Linked DNA regions of Sus scrofa: all the other regions are linked to region 2. Evidence: chromatin contacts called from public Hi-C, HiChIP or PLAC-seq and promoter capture Hi-C data. All regions are on one chromosome and are shown on one strand. The core of a region is the stretch at or near the end of the contact, and the rest is flanking DNA. Distances in the headings are between cores, read along the strand shown. Region 1 holds the start of PSEN1 (presenilin 1). Region 2 holds the start of NUMB (protein numb homolog). Region 3 holds the start of ZFYVE1 (zinc finger FYVE domain-containing protein 1). Region 4 holds the start of RBM25 (RNA binding motif protein 25).

Evidence for each region. Promoter capture Hi-C pulls out the DNA fragments that hold promoters and counts their contacts. A called contact is a pair of places that touch in the nucleus more often than the background predicts. HiChIP or PLAC-seq counts read pairs in DNA pulled down with a chosen protein or histone mark.
Region 1: a contact with region 2 is called in an H3K27ac HiChIP or PLAC-seq map of alveolar macrophages. The contact joins the promoter of PSEN1 here to the promoter of NUMB in region 2. A contact is called at or near these places in 2 of 5 promoter capture datasets (fetal liver and liver) and 1 of 2 datasets of contacts at active chromatin or transcription factors (alveolar macrophages).
Region 3: a contact with region 2 is called in a promoter capture Hi-C map of fetal liver, with 2.4 times the contacts expected there. The contact joins the promoter of ZFYVE1 here to the promoter of NUMB in region 2. A contact is called at or near these places in 1 of 5 promoter capture datasets (fetal liver) and 1 of 47 Hi-C or Micro-C datasets (subcutaneous adipose tissue).
Region 4: a Hi-C map of embryonic fibroblasts shows a contact between it and region 2, with 3 times the contacts expected there. The contact joins the promoter of RBM25 here to the promoter of NUMB in region 2. A contact is called at or near these places in 2 of 5 promoter capture datasets (fetal liver and liver), 1 of 47 Hi-C or Micro-C datasets (embryonic fibroblasts) and 1 of 2 datasets of contacts at active chromatin or transcription factors (alveolar macrophages).

What each region holds. Positions count from the first base shown.
Region 1 is chr7:96,476,381-96,480,213 of Sscrofa11.1, reverse strand. PSEN1 (presenilin 1) reads right to left here and starts at 1,957. Exons shown (of 12, transcript NM_001078667.1): 1 at 1,887-1,957.
Region 2 is chr7:96,795,748-96,800,050 of Sscrofa11.1, reverse strand. NUMB (protein numb homolog) reads left to right here and starts at 1,361. Exons shown (of 9, transcript XM_021099490.1): 1 at 1,361-1,589.
Region 3 is chr7:96,378,326-96,382,120 of Sscrofa11.1, reverse strand. It overlaps ZFYVE1 (zinc finger FYVE domain-containing protein 1), which reads left to right and starts at 1,835. Exons shown (of 12, transcript XM_001926161.6): 1 at 1,835-2,081; 2 at 3,545-3,795.
Region 4 is chr7:96,404,991-96,409,141 of Sscrofa11.1, reverse strand. It overlaps RBM25 (RNA binding motif protein 25), which reads right to left and starts at 2,480. Exons shown (of 13, transcript NM_001243829.1): 1 at 2,304-2,480.

The DNA of each region.
Region 1 (3,833 bases), core at 708-3,207, 320 kb after region 2:
GCATCTCCTCTACTACTCCAACATCGACCAATAAGTCTATTTAAGCGATTCATGTTTACAGCTCTAGGCCTGTCCACAGGATGTTTTCAACTGCTGACACTTCAAAAGTGATACTTTCAAGCCACTTCCTCATCTTCCTCTCTGGACTAGTTCTTTGCTCCTAACTTATTCCTGTGATTATCTGCCTCATTCTCCAAATTCCTCTTCAAATTCTCCCCATGTCTTCTTCATACTTTTCCTCCTTTCCAAGCCTCTGCTACCACCAAAGTTCAAACTGTCACTATATCTCATCTGGATTATGGAAAAGTCATCTCAAATCTCTTAACTATTGTAGCCCCTGCTATCAGATTAGCATGCCTAAAGCAAAGTTCTTATCACAAAACTACTTTAAGCAAAGCCCAAAATACCTTCCAAATCTGCCTGGCATCTACCACAAGAAAGAGTGGACTCTGAAAGTCTCTCCCTACAATCTGTTTAACAGTGGTGGGAGAGGGAACTGGATCTGAAAGGAAGCAGACCTCACGGACCTTGGTGACAGACAAATATTATATCTTTCCTGCTAGAGTGATTTTCAGAGACCAATTCCAATCCTCCAGTTCTCCCCAAATGGAAATTCATGCAGCAGTCAAGGACTGGGGCAGCCATTAACTTGAAATTCAGCAAGAGATCACATCCATTCAAAGGAAAGTGTACCCAAAATAATGGTACATACCTACTCAAGCACCAGAAGTAGAGGAATGGAAAAATACTATTTTGGGGAAGGGTAAAGGTGAAGGAATCCATGCACTCAATAAATAGGCTTCTTTTTCAGTGTTAAGGGCTTGCTATTAAATGGAGGTGGGAGGGGGCTTAAATTGGCTGAACTGCCAGGTGAGTTAAGGAGAACTGAAATTGGCTTTTGCAGGTGACAGAAATCAGCCAAATGCAACAGGCTCCAATATACTTTCCCGTTTAATCCTCCTTCATAACAGCTATTTAATGTGCCGACTGGGTCACTGGATCCTTAGGATCCAGAGGGCCCCTGTGCGTAGTACACTCTGATATAATGCCCTCCTCACTTCAACTCCGAGGGTGAAAACCTTTCCACTGAAAAAGATAACTCAAATAACAAGATGTCCTTAACTAAATGTAATCTTTACGTGCCTCAAACTTCAGAGAATATTATGACTTACAATGTGCTCTGCCAATACAGTCATTCGCATACTATCCTTATCTCCCATAATAAACCTTGAACACTTTATTCATCTTGTCCAAAGTGGGTGAGCAATGCTTTTAAAAATATAAAGTTACTTTCCTACAAGAGAAACAAATATTTAAAAGGAATCTGAGCGGTATGACAACGCCAAGTATCTATAATCCATGAAAAGCACTGGACATACATGCCTCCTGACAGTCTCGACCAAGGCAAAAGCATCCGAGCCTGTTTTCCGCCCCGAACTGAGACAGAGGGAACTTAGCCCTAGCCCTGAATGCCACTCGCTGCTCCTGGACGAGAACACACTCAGGGCATGAGGCGCGGAGTTTCACCAGTTGCTCAACCAGGTCTAGCGCAAGGCGCTTCCTCTTTCTCCCGCTACACTCCAGGCAAAACGTTCAATCCCAGCCCAAGGCACCTGCGCCCTGAGAGGTCTTCGGGAAACCAGCACTTCCGGACCAAGGGTTAGAAGGAGAATCTCTCTTCAACCGATCACGGAAACGGGCCGCCCCTTCTCGTTCCCCACACAGGGTTCCTGGGTCCCTGCCCGGCCGCGCCCCGCTCTTCATCCTCGAGGACACCGGCTCAGCGGCCCGGGCGGCGACAAAAGGCCGGGCCCTGCCCGCGTCCGCCCCTATCGGCACTCGATGAGGGGCGCGTTCCTCTCCCCACCTCCCCAGCGCGCACTTACTCTTTCTCGTCGCAGCCGCCACCTCTCGCAGCCCAGGTCCCTTCCCCAGCAGCCGCTGTTTTGTTTCCGATGTGAAATCCCAGCCTTTGGAGCAGCCAGTCCAGGCCCCGCCCAAAAGGCTTCGCTGGTGTCGTCACTTCCGGCTCTGGCGTCGTTGGGGGCCAGCCCGCCGAGGGGTGGAGCCTGAAGGGACCACTGGCGGGGGCGGGGCCCAGAGGAAGGAGGTGGGGCTTCCAGTGGTGAGCTGGATTTGAGAAGACTGCGCTCCAGTTTGCCTTCCGACCTGAGGGACCTCTGACAGAGTGCCTTTGCCGGTATGAGGTTATCAGGACTCTGAAACGACTCTTTGAGCTGAGGATCAAAATCTATGTACAGTGGACCCAGTGCGTGCTTCTCCAAGCCTACAAGTGATGGCATCTTAAATCTAATGTTTCCTTTCTCTGTAGTACCTATTTGTACGGTGTTTCTCAGTGACAATCAGCAGCACCACAATCAAAGGATGCTAATTTAAATTGTAAACACCTGTGCCCTCCACCCCTCCCTAACAAATCCAAAGTTTTGGTGTGTGAGAAACTGCATTTTAAAGAAACATTGTCTGGGATCTTGGGCTCCAAGTTTAGGCACCAGTTTTCCCAGATGGTAAGCTTTCAGACAGCATAAATTCTCTTATTTTTGTAATCTCAAACCCTAACAGAGTATCTGGTACACAGTGAATTGCTCAAAGAGGGTTGATTTTTACATCTGCCAGCTATCCATTCAAATGACTATAAAAAGAGTATTAATAACTCCTTAAGCAGCATATCACACACATACTCATCTGAAAGCTAAAAGTGAACAGTGAATACTATCACGTAAAACCAACTATGAACAAAGGAGAAATGTTCAAATTCACAGGTAATCAGAAAATTGAAAGTGAAATCAAAAACATGGCCAATGAGATTCTTTCTTTTAAATTCTTCCCCCAAGATAACCTTCCTTATTCCTAGAGCATCAATTCCCAAACCCCCTCTTATTCCTGCCCCCTTCAAATACATGATTGGACTTAAATAGGTTTTACATACAACTTCATATTGAAGAACACAAGTAGCAGTAGTAAGTTTTTCCATTCACAGGGAAAGTTGGGAAAATAAAAAGGTTGATACCCTCCCCAAAATATTTTTTTAAGTCCTCATCTACCCCTTCCTTCCCTAAACTTCACAAGGATAGGAATTTTTGCCTGTTTGTTTGCCTGCAAGTGCTGAAAACAATGACTAGCACACAAAACAGCTCAAAACATTTCAAGCATAAGCTAAAATCCATTTATTTGTGAACTAGTTCAATCTCTTTGAATGCAATCTAGAATGTGAATAGAAAGTCTAAAAATGCTAGATAACTATTCTTAGAAACAACCCTAATACAAAAATTTTGTGCAAAGATGTTCTTGGATGGGAGTTCCTGTTGTGGCTCAGTGGTTAATGAATCCAACTAGGAACCATGAGTTTGCAGGTTTGATCCCTGGCCTTGCTCAGTGGGTTAAGGATCCTTCGTTGCCACGAGCTGTGGTGTAGGTCAAAGACGAGGCTCGGATTCCGAGTTGCTGTGGCTGTGGAGTAGGCCGGCGGCCTCCATGTGCCACAGGTGCAGCCTTAGAAAAGACAAAAATAATAAATAAATATGCTGGTAAACTATTCTGACAAACAATCCTAATACAAAAATTTTGTACAAAGATGTTCTTGGATGGGAGTTTCCATCATGGCTCAGCAGTTAACAAACCCAACTAGGATCCATGAGGACATGGGTTCGATCCCTGGCCTCGTTCAGTGGATTAAGGATCCAGCATTGCCGTGAGCTGTGGTGTAGGTTGCAGCCATGTGTTGCTGCGGCTGTGGCTGTAGGCCAGCAGCTGTATCTCTGATTCAACCCTTAGCCTGGGAACCTCCACATGCCACGGGTGCTGCCCTAAAAAGC
Region 2 (4,303 bases), core at 112-2,611:
AATAATTTCCTCTTAGTTTGGTGATGGAAGTATGTAGTTTATTTAAACGTGACTAAAAATATATGTTAGAAAATAGACAATTTTGAGGGAGATAACAAACCATGCAGTTTTAGACTTCTTATTGCTTGCTGGCAAAGGAAAGAAGGGTAAATAGAAGAAATATGGAACAAAGAGTTAGCAGGAAGAAGTAAGGAGCAAAGTCCAGATTCTTGGTTCCACAGCAAGTCCCCAACCATAAAGTGCTGTTTAAGAGGGAAGTACATCCTCAACCTGTTCCAGTCCATCCTTGAGTATGTTTCATGACCCATGGGGTTTATGTTATAGGTGGAATTGTGAGGAGGGTACATTTAAATCTGATTTAGAAACTGAAAGGGTAATTAGGTGAGCATTTTGTTATTTATGAACAGGCAGAGTGGGCAGAAATGAAAAAGAAAAGCAAAAAGCTAATGGTGGATATATTTCTAGGAGTACAAGAGTTTTTATAGCAACACCAGATTTCTCAAAAGTGCCTACTGTGATTTGTACCCAAATGAATAAAAAATGCAATCATTTATTCTTGTACATTGTGCCATGTGAGAAAAGAACTGCAATTCATTCAATGGTCTTAATTTAGACTGCTGGGAAGAGAGGTTCAGAAAAAAAGACAAGCTTTTAAAGTATCTGACACACATCTAGTAGGGCTATTTAAGAACTGCTGAGCATAGAAAGCAAGTTACGGGGAGCTGAATTCTCCTTTTCAGAGCATCACAAGGGTAAAATGTGGCCCATATAGTCCAAACTTGCTGATGGTTGCCTGGTCCCTTGCAGGAGACATCCAGCGCTGCGTCTGAAAGCTGCAGAACTCTCAACATACCACTTCAATTCATTAACGACGTTTATAACTGCAACCAAAGTGGACTAACTTCAGTGGTGGTTCTTTGCCCTTTAGCATGGAGATGAACTTTAAGGTAACTGAGCACCTTAGGACTTCAAGCGAAGAGGAGGAAATTTTCATCTACGTGCTTTTCTTTCAAGAAGCCGCTAATGAGTCTTTAAACGCCAACTCTGATGTTGCTGTTGGTAAGTACTGCCCTCTGGGTGAGCAGGCAGTGGTAAGTTTCTCCTTACAGAGAGGAAGTTGGAGAAAGGGATGTTTACAGAGTCAATTTTACAACAAAGAGTTAACCTTTCCCCTCCGACAATAAGCGCCTGCCCCTTCCTTGCTTTCTACTGCGCAACCAAACTGCCCAAGCTCGAACCAACAGTCGCCGCCACATCCCTTGCAGGTTGATTTAATAGACACTTTCTGCAGCCTATCAGGATTTCGAACTGCCCAACCGTCAACCAATTACAACTAAAGCTGGGCTTGGGACGGTCCAGGTCCGGGAGGGGGCTAATACCGGGTCCAGGAAAAGGGGCGGTAAGGAAGCTATGACGGACGGGTAAACTAAGCCAATAAGAGCAGAGAGCTGTATCACCACTATCCAATGGAGAGGTAGGAAGTGTGAAACGGGGTGGGCCTGTTGTCATGGGGGAGGTGGTGGCGCTTGGTGGCTGCCGGCGGCCGAGGTAGAGGCAGTGGCGCTGGAGTTGGTCGAGGATAGCGGCAGGTGAGTGCCTGTAACGCGGGCCTGAAGGCTGAGGGCCATCTCCGAGCGAAAACTCCAGCTCGGTCATCCGGAGGCGGAGGCCTGCGGAAGGGGGCCTGGGCTGCAGGCCGGGTCGGGCCCGGGCCGGGGCCAGGGCGGGGGCGGTGGCCGCGAGTTCGCGCTGACTGGGCTAGTGCGAGAACCGCCCGGCTCCCGGCGGCGGAGTTCGCGCTGGCAAGGTAGGCTGGGGCCGGACTCAAGCGAGTTGGGCCGGGAGCTTCCTTGGGACGCCCAGCCAGCCGCTCGGGTCTGGGGCACTGACTGGCTGCGGGTGTGTGAGGGGTAGGTCCGTAGGGAGACGGGAGCGACTGGGCTCCTAGAGAGGGGATGGCGGGTTACGACTTGGTCCGAGGGCAGGGTGACTCGGGAATACCCAGGACAGCTTCGGAGCGAGGAAAAAGTGGAAACAGGGAATCCCGGGAGCGGCCCGAGCGGAGAAAGCCGGGGAGGGGCTCGGGGGGCCGTAGACTGGGAGTGGCTTGGGTTCGAGAGAGAAGAGAGACCGAGGGAGGTCGGGGTCCAGGGTACTGGGAGCAGCCGGGGTCGGAGAAAGGGCGTCTAGGAAAGACAGGGAGGGGGCTGAGCACCCTCCTGAGAAGGGCGGCTGTCCGAGGGAGAAGCGCTCTTGGACTGTTACGGATCTTCGGAGGGTCTGACCCATGGAGATCTTGAACAAGTTAGGAACCGGAGCGCCCTGCCCCCCACCGCTGGTCTGGGATGGAAGATCCTAGATCAGACTGGGAACTCCTGGGTCTGAGGATCCACAAGAGATCAGGGGAAAAAAAATCCTCATGGGGGTAGCTTGGGTTTGACGTCAGGGTGAGGGGTCTAGCTGAGGAGTGGAAGTTCTCTCAGCTGGAGTTAAATCAAGGAAAATGATACGGGTAGGCGGGGAAAAGTAGTTTCCTTGTAGGAAGGGAGTAGAAGATAGGGCGTAGTAGGAAGGAGCCAGAAAGTTGCCCAGGAAGCGTGGTCTTGTGGAAACTGGCCAGAACCGTAGATATGAGAAATTAACATAGGGCCCTTAATAGGTTGTAAGGACCTAAGAAATAGAAGTTTCAGCTTCACAATACTAAGATGCCATCTAGGATCAGAGAAAGTGTTTTAAGAGCAAGGTTGTGACTCGCATTCCATTGCTTTAGAAATTTGTTTTAGGACGACAGCAATAATGCTAGAAAATAAGGACGTTGGCAGGATGGGAGATTTGAATGGGAAAAGGAGTAGCCGAGATAAAGGAGTAGGACTGCGGACTTGATCAGCAAGAGGAGGGGCATGAAGAGGACAGACTTACTTATGTCAATTTAAAAATAAGTTTGAATTCTAGTTCCACCACCTAGCTTCGACAACTTAACCTCTCTCTGTGCTGAAGTTTCATCTGTATAATAGAGTTCCTACTTTTAAGGGTTGTTTTCTCATGTGAGTTAATGTTTTGTGGAACTTTTAGGCTGATGACTGGCACAGAGTAAGCACTGTGTACTGGATTATCAAATGTGTAGAAGATAAAGGAAGACCTGAATTCCTTAATGCGGTTGTTCTCAAACTTTGATTTGCACCAGAATCACCTGGAGGACTTGTTAAACAGCAGTCTGCTAGCTCTACTGATTCAGTTAGGGCTGGGTTTGGGTCTGAGAATTTGCATTTATCTCAGGTGATGCTTGTATTGGTCAGGGGACCACACTTCAAGAACCTCTTGCTTTTTTGAAAAGAGTAATAATACCAACCTTAAAATACCTGTCTGCCCTGCTAGGGATGAGTAGAAGCAACTTGCAAAAGAAAAAACCCAAAAACCTAATATAAGAGAAACCCTGTCCTAAGTCTATGTTTTTCAAACTGTAGATTATGATTCATTAGTAATTTATAAAATCAATTTAGTGGTCTTACCACCAGTTTTGAAAATGAAATTAAATAGAAAAGAATTGACTAGCATTTCACATGGTAATGGAAAATATTGTTTTGGGAAATTTAGTTCACACATGTGTACTAGATCAGAATGTAAAATGTATTTCTCATAGTCAAAAGAGATATAAAAAACTCTTTTTGCCATGCATTGGAACCCTTCAGTAGGAGCATTCAGGGACTGGGTTTATTATTTATTTTTTGTTTTGTGGTAATTCTTCTCAGGTGGTGATACATTCTATCAGGTTTCTTCAGTTTCTGATCTGGTTTCTCCTGTGTTTGCCTTATCACATATGGTGTTGTGCTTCTTTTAGATATTGAGGCTCTTTGGCGTGAGGACTAAAGGGAATTTGAGGCAGAGAAATGAAATTGAATGGTCTTTCTTGATGTGGTCCACTTTTGTTTCACTTGTGCCGTTTTGGTTACCTTTTCTTTTTTACCGCTGTACTATAAAGGACTGTTTGTAAAAAACCTAAGTATATACAGACATGTTGACAGTAAACAACTAACACTGAAACAGACTGGTTTGAGAACAGTTCATGTATAGAAAGTAGGCAAAAACCAAAAAAGACACGTTTAAAAAGAGGAAAGCAAAAGGGTGTTTCCTTTTTAGAGTAAAGGTATTTTAAAGCTTTTCGTGGTCTTAATGTAAAATATATAATATAAAAGCATTTTTAAGAGAACCAGATACACTTGACTTGTATATTTTAGATGTCTGGGTTTTTGAAGAGGTTAGAAATAATGATAATACTTGACAGTAAAATGCACCTGGGATAGAG
Region 3 (3,795 bases), core at 586-3,085, 420 kb after region 2:
ACTAGGATCTATGATGTTGCAGATTCAACCCCTGGCCTTACTCAATGGGTTAAGGATTCCGAGGCACTGTGAACTGTGGTGTAGGTCACACACACAGCTCAGATTTTTTTTTTTTTTTTAAAAAGTCTTTCTTTTCTCTCACTTTTTTATTTTTAATAAATGTAAGAAGGCTTTATTTATTAATTAATTTATTTTTTGCCTTTTTTTTTTTTTTTTTTTTTTCATCTTTTAGAGCTGCACCTGAGGCATATGGAGGTTCCCAGGCTAGGGGTCTAATCAGAGCTATAGCCAGAGCCACAGCAACGCCATATCCGAGCCACATGTGCAATCTACACCACAACTCATGTCAGCGCCAGATCCTTAACCCACTGAGGGAGGCCAGGGATCGAACCTGCAACCTCATGGTTCCTAGTAGGATTAATTTCTGTTGCACCCCGATGGGAACTCCTCTTTTTTCTCACCTTAGTTGCTCTCTTTGGAAGGAACTGCTTTCCACACACTTTTAGGAGGTTTTTTTTTTTTTTTTTTTAGGGTCCCACCAGAGGCATATGGAAGTTCCCAGGCTAGGGGTCGAATTGAAGCTATACCTGCCAGCCTATACCACAACCGCAGCAACAGAGGATCCAGGCCTCATTTGTGACCTACACCACAGCTCAGGGCAACACCATATCAATTCGTTACCACTGAGCCATAATGGGAACTCCATGGCTTTTTCATTACTATGTATATTTGGGTTTTTTGACTGCCCCTCCCCCCACCCAATGTGGTAGTTCCTGGGCCAGGGGTCCAACTTGCCCCACAGCAGGTGGCAATGATCCCTCCTTAACTGGATAGGCCACCAGGGAACCCCTAGATTTGGTTTCATTACTTTCTAACTATGTCCATTGAATCATAAGGTAAAAAACTATCTCACTTTAAGTCAGGAGATTGGTTCTTGACTCAGCTAGAGAAGTCACTCAACCTTCCTTTTCTCTCCCTGTTTAACAACTATCATGATACAAACATAGAACATTAGAATTTGCAGGGACCTGAGAAATTACACAATACAATCCTTTTGTTTCATGGAGAGTTGTGTGATTTATACCAAGAGCTTTCTAGAACAAGCACCCAGTCAGTTTCTCAGACCAGTGCTCTTGATATCAGGCTTTCTTTCAGTGTTGTTGTAAGAAACAAAATTAAAAAACAAAGAGTGAAAGCACTGAACAAACATAAGGCCATTTACAAGAAGAGAGATAACAGTGTTAACCATTAGCCTGTATTGTAACCTGAAAGCTTACCTGAATAAATGTACCTCTCTAACTAAAAGACCATTTAAAACTCGGGAGTTTTTAAAATATGTAAGGAAAGGTCAGAAAAATAAAGTAATGGTTGGTTTTCATGAAGAGAAAACAAAACTCCTCCAAAAGTACTTATATTCTCTTAAAATTCTTTCTGGCCTCTTAGTTTGTGCAAGGTGAAATTGGGTAACTGGAGACGGCCTGTCTTTCCATATTTCTTAAAGAATGGTGTGCAATAAGGGTTACCTGAAATCGAATTATTTGCCTCGCCTATGCTACATATTATATCAGTTCTCTAATTTAACGCCACTCCTTCCCAAAACAACTTGCGGAAACCTGCGGAAACCACACTCGTTGCAAAAACTCCAAGTCCCGACATGCTCCGAGGCGTGTCCCTATCGCCTCCTCACAAGAATGTCTTCTTCTGTACTGGGAATTGTAGTTATTCTTGGGCTTCTCTTCCGGGATGTTGGGGAAAGACGCACTTCAGAAGAACTACATTTCCCAGAAAGCTGTGCGCGCCCTTCTCCGCCCTCTCCGTTGTCAAGCTCCAGCCCTCCCGCTCCTCCCTCAGTGGGTTGCACTGCTCACGCCTTCCTGTTAGTCCGAGCTGGGAGAAGTTCACTTCGATCAGCTGATCCTAACTGACAACGGGAGAGGAGGAAGCCCGGGAGGCAGCGAAGGAGGAGGGGGGCGGAGATGGAGATGAGGATGGATCCACCGGTGCCCTGAGGAACAGCCCCCGCCTCCACCGGCACCCCGCGGTCCTCCGACGCAGTCTTGCCGCAGCAGAGCTGCTCCGTGGTGGGGTCCCCGGGCCGCCGCGGGCGGGGAGGGAAGGGCACGGCCCTGCGCCTGGAGAGCGATATCCCTGGAGCTCCTGCTGCCCCGGGGTGGAAGGGGGGGCGGGTGCGGCTGGGGTGGGGGTGGGGTGGTATAAACAATGGATTCAGTTCTGGTCTCTGCCAGCGTTGGGGGGGGATTTTGGGGGACCTTCTTTGTTCTTAGACCCTGCTTCTGCCCCTCGGGTAGCGGTGGTGGTGCCCGGGAGGAAGCAAGGGTGAGGAATCCCTGGCTGGAGAGAGGCGTCGAGGTGGGAGCCCGAGTGGGCAGATTGTTTGCTTAGGTCTGGTGGGCGGTGAGGTATCCTTTTGAAGGTTGGTTTTATATTTTTTTCAATTCTGGCAGATTTTGATTTTTGGTTCCTCTGTGAGAGCTGGTTAGGCACGTCTGTGGAGTGTAAATAAGGTCTCCTAGTCACTCCCTTCGCCTTCCTTATTTATCTAAAAATAAGATTGATAGATTGATTACTGTTTGGAGGAATGAATACCTGCAAGGAGGGCTTTGCCAGCATTAGAATGGGTGTCAAGGCGAAGAGGAGTTAGGAATATAAAATTTGTAGAAGTGACAAAAGCCCCTTTCTTGCCCCAGTTTTCTTTCTTTCTTTCTTTTTTTTTTTTTAAGTTATTTTTAAGTTGGGTTTTGAGTGACAAAGAGAAAAATTATTTGTTTTGACTCATTCAGGCCTGGTTTTGTGGTGGTGCATAGTGGAGGAATTCTGTTTCCTGTTGCTCACCTTTTTTGCAGTTAGAGAAAAGGACAAAAGGAAGTACAGTTGTTTTTAATTGTTTTTAAACATGGAATGGTGACTTGTGTTTCTAGTGTAGAGTCCTTAATAGGCATCTGTTGAGAGCTGAAACAGTCCAGTTGCAAGGGTAATTGGATCTGCCCAGGACTTTGATGGAGCTGAAGTTTATTCTTGTTTAACTTTTTACAGCCATCTTTCTCCACCTCTCCCAGTTGTGGGGTGCAGAGGGCTGTCCCTCCAAGGACTATTTTGTTTAGTGCTTTTGATGAATAGAGAATTTCAGTCTGGGAAATTAAGCAGCAAAATCTCTTAGATGCCTTGAGCCTAGAGGTAGTTGTTGTTTTCAAAAGGAGGAGCCTTAACCATGATTTTGAGAAGACATTTCTAGGATAAGAATGAGCCAGTGGAAGTTTTACAAGCAAGAATGAGGTTCTGGAGTTCCCGTGTGGCACAGTGGGTTGAGGGCCTAGTGTTGTCACTGCAGTGGCTTGGGTTGCTCCTGTGGCTTGGGTTCCGTCCCTGGCGAGGGAATTTCCACATGTGCAGCCACACAAAAAAAAGGAAGGTTTCTCTTGGTAGTTTTGGCCTCATATTTAATTACAGTCTTTTTTTTTTTTTTTTTTTAAAGGTGCACTTCTGTTTTTGGATGAGTGAAATCCTTTTCATGTCTCTGTTCTAGGTGTCCCCTGAAATATTGACTTGAGGTTGGATTATATTGAAAAGCTCCTGACTACATTTTCATTACCAAAATCTTGTGGCTGAGGTTCCACTCATGAGCCCACCTCAGTGAACCCACCAGATCTCTCTCAGATAGCCATAAAAGACCCTTCCAAGTTAATTTAGACTACATATTTGCCTGCACTTTATGGAAGATGAAACTATCAAACCAAATCAACGTTGCTGCTGATACAGGAAGCTTGGAGGCAGAAT
Region 4 (4,151 bases), core at 1,231-3,730, 390 kb after region 2:
GTACCTATATACAATGGAATACTACTCAGCCATAAAAAAAGAATGAAATAATGCCATTTGCAGCAACATGGATACAATAAGAGATTCTCATGCTAAGTGAAGTCAGAAAGAGAAAGACAAATACCATATATCACTTACACGTGGATCTAAACTACGGCACAGGAGTTCCGACTGTGGCTCAATGGTAATGAACCGACTAGTATCCACAAGGATGCCAGTTTGATCCCCTGGCCCCACTGAGAGGGTTAAGGATCTGGCGTTGCTGCAGTGTGGGCCAGCAGCTGCAGCTCCAATTCGCCCCCTAGCCTAGGAACTTCCATACGCTACAGGTGTGGGCCTAAAAAAGCAAAAATTTTTTTAAAATAAAAAAATATGACAAAGATGAACCTTTCTACAGAACAGAAACAGACCCACAGACATGGAGAACAGAATTGCAACTGCGGGGAGATGGGGGAGTGGGATGGCCTGGAAGTTTGGGGTTAGTGGATGCAAACTATTACGTTTAGAATGGATAGGCAATGACGTCCTGCTGTATAACATAAGCAACTATATCCAATCACTTGTGATAGAACATGATAGAAGACAATATGAGAAAAACAATCTATATACATGTGCAACTAGGTCATTTGCTGTCCATCAGAAGTTGACAGAACACCGTAAATCAACTATAATAAAAATTTTTTTTACTTTTAGAAAATGTAAGTCAACAATTTTTTAAAAAATCAGCTAACATCTTAATTTACTTACTTTTGTTTACAAAACCTTTCATTATACATTATCTCATTAATCTCCCAAATTACCTAGTGTGGCTATAGTATTCTTCATTTACAGAAAAAGCAGCTAACTTGTCCAAAGAAACACAATAAGGGACTCCAAGGTCTCTACTATCCTGAAATTACCAATCCAAAGGCTCTTTCGCTTATCACAATGCCTCTTTCTAGTAGTAACATACCAACAATTAACTTTGACTTTATTTATAAAAGTCTATCCAGAGTACACTGGAAAATGTTAGAGTCAGGGTCAGCCTCCTATGTCACTTTTGAAAATCCTCAAATAACAAGTAACAGTCAATAGGGATTAAACACTTACTAGGTTAGTTGGGCACTGCACTAAGGACTTTACATACGGTTTTCTCAATTAATTCCCAATCCCAATAATCTATGAGGTGGATAATAGTTAATAATCTTCATTTTACAGGTGAAGAAAACCAAGGCTTTAAGTTAAATTAAGTAGAATGGCACAGTATCTAACTTAATCGTGAGGAACTGATGACCAACTGAATGTCTTTGTAGGCCTTTGAATATTTTTAGAAATTAAAGCTCTCAAAACAATATAAAAATTGTTTATAAACTACTGCCAACTACCCAAATTCACAGTACTTCAAACTAGAGCAGTCTGGTGCAAGAGAAGTCCAATCTCCTCCCCCCTTTGGATCTGCTCCACTCTGTCCAATATTAAAATGGCTCTTCCATGGCTATATAAATCCATACTACATAACTTCGAAATAATCTTCACACTCCTATAACTATTTCGAAAAAACGCATTTAAAAAGTAGTACTGAAGAGCAAAGAAGGACGAGAACTAAGTAACGTATTTTAATGTGGAGCTTGGTCATCCCTGAGAATCAATGGGGATACAGTTTACGGGAACCTCCAGTGGAGGAAGGGGGCAGGACCACAACACTCATCACAATCTTAGACAGGCAAACCAACCAAGGGAGTGCTAGAAAAGGTGAGCAGTAGCTAAATTCTGGGCGGGGAGAGGGGGAGCAGTTCACTCGGTGGCGGGCTTTAGATGACCAAAGGGGAAGGGAAAGAAATCAGTTGGTGACCAGCTCCTCGCTGAAAAGGGTGGGTGCTGGCCGGCTTCTAGGCAGAGCCCGGTGCAAACCTATCCCAGGCCCAGAATATCTACCGTAGGGCTTCCGCAGGCTCGGGTTAGAAAGGGACCAAAGAGACGAGCTCCCCAGGGGCCGACCGATCGTTTTGTGGTAAACGTGGAGCCCAGAATGGGCCGAGGCCACTCTGTGGCGGGCCGTGAAAAGGAAAGTGAGGAGCAATGCAAGGAGGAAGGCTCTGGCAATAGGTCCGGCGTCCCCAGGCTACAGCTGGGCCCACTGGTTTTCGAGGCCTTAGAGAAGTGGAGAAACCTAAGCCTCGTGCCCGTCCCCTCCCCCACCCAACCCCCCCCCCAATCCCCATCCCACCCGGCCTTTTCGCAGCCTCCCCGGCGGCTTTCCCTTCTCCGCCAGCCAAACTACCCCGTCTCCCGGTTTCCACACGCGTTGAGAGGCGTGAACTCACCCGCCGCTGAGAAAACGGTACTGTCTTCGCGGCCTTGTGGGCCCCAGGTTACGAGTGGGCTCCACCGGTTCGAGGTTTCTGCGCACCGCTCGCCGGGAGATTGGTTCCGAGACTCCTACTCGCACAGGCCGCAAACACAGCCGCGCAGCGCGGGGAGCTTCTGGAGGTCTTCCTATTGCCCGGCGTGCACTGCGGCTGAGGGAGTGGAGAGGAAGATCATAGAGAGGAGCGTTCTAGATAGTCTTCACTGTAGGCTCTGAATCAGCGGCGAACAACCAAAGAGAAGGCGCGCCTAGTGAGGGCTAGAAAGGCTTAAACTGTAAATTAAGACCCACCCTGCCATTTTTGATTGGAGCTGATTGAATCTTATGATTAGGCGACGCCATCTTGAGGTCAAGGTTCCGGCTGGACCCTGCCCGAGGACTGTTAGAGGATTTCTCGATTTTTGTAGTTTGTGTTTCGAGGTTAGAACCTTGTTTTGTGGCTCACTGAAGTTCGATGGACTGATAACCCAGCACCTCCGTAGAAACCCCAAGTGTTAATGTTTCCTTAGAAAACAGCTACTCTTGATACCAAGAGATAGGGCAAGGGGTGATTTTTTTTCAAAAAATGGAAACACACACACCTCCAATACACAGCTTTCGCGCCCTAAACGAGCCAAAAAACATTGCTTGAAATTCCTGAAACGGCCTTTAAATTTAATACAGCTTTCATTCTGTAATGTAAACGTGCTAAAAAGATTATTAAACTAATGGAAATGAACTAATCACAAAAGATTAGGTTCTTCAGTTGATGGACTGTATGGTTAGTATCTATTTACAGGCCTTTGTTTCCTAACTGCTTACTTCTCAGAAGGATTATAATTTATTCAGTATGCAGTCATTGTCTCCCTTAAGTGCCTGGTGCTGGAAATATGGAGGTAAATAGGAGTGATGTTGTTGTTGTTTGGAAGAGCTGCAAACAAAGCAGAAGAGGTGACAGACTCTGACTACTGCCTATAAAATTGATCCTACCTACACACTCCCCACCTGCGTTTCCTGTTTAATTTTACTCTATAACACTTACAACCATCTACTCTATCATTTTCTTATGGTTTGTCTGCCCATATGCCACTAAAATGTAAACTTAAGGAGTGCCAGTATTGTCTGTTTTGTTCACTCCTGAGTTTCCCCGGTTCCAAGAACAACGCCTGATACATAGCAATAAATATATAGCTGATTGAAAGAAACGAATATACACCGGTATCAACAGAACATAAAATGCAATGGGAGGGAGTACCCGTCATGGTGCAGCAGAAACGAATCCAACTAGGAACCATGAGGTTGTGGGTTGAATCCCTGGCTTCACGCAGTGGGTTAAAGATCCAGCATTGCTGTGAGCTGTGGTGTGGGTCGCAGATGCGGCTCAGATCTGGCGTGGCTGTGGCGTAGGCCGGCGGCTATAGCTCTGATTAGACCCCTAGCCTGGGAACCTCCATATACTGCGGGTGTGGCCCTAAAAAGACAAAAGACAAAAAAAAAAAAAAAAAAGCAATGGGAGACTAATAGGAAAGGCTGTAACAGTACCACCGTTTGTAAAATAACGTCCTGCATTTCTGCTTGCTGGGTTTATTACCATTAAGACAGACCAATAATTACTCCTCTGAGCTATTGCAAGGATCAAATTAACTAAGGCCCGTGAAAATACCTTTTTCAGGGTATTCTCTGGTGGTCAAGTGTTTAGGATTCAGCACTTTCACTGCAGCAGCCCCAGTTCAATCTCTGGTCTGGGAACCAAGATCCTACATCAAGCCACTGCACACTGTGGCCAAAAAAAGAGAGAGAGAAGATATTTTTTTAGTAGTGCTAG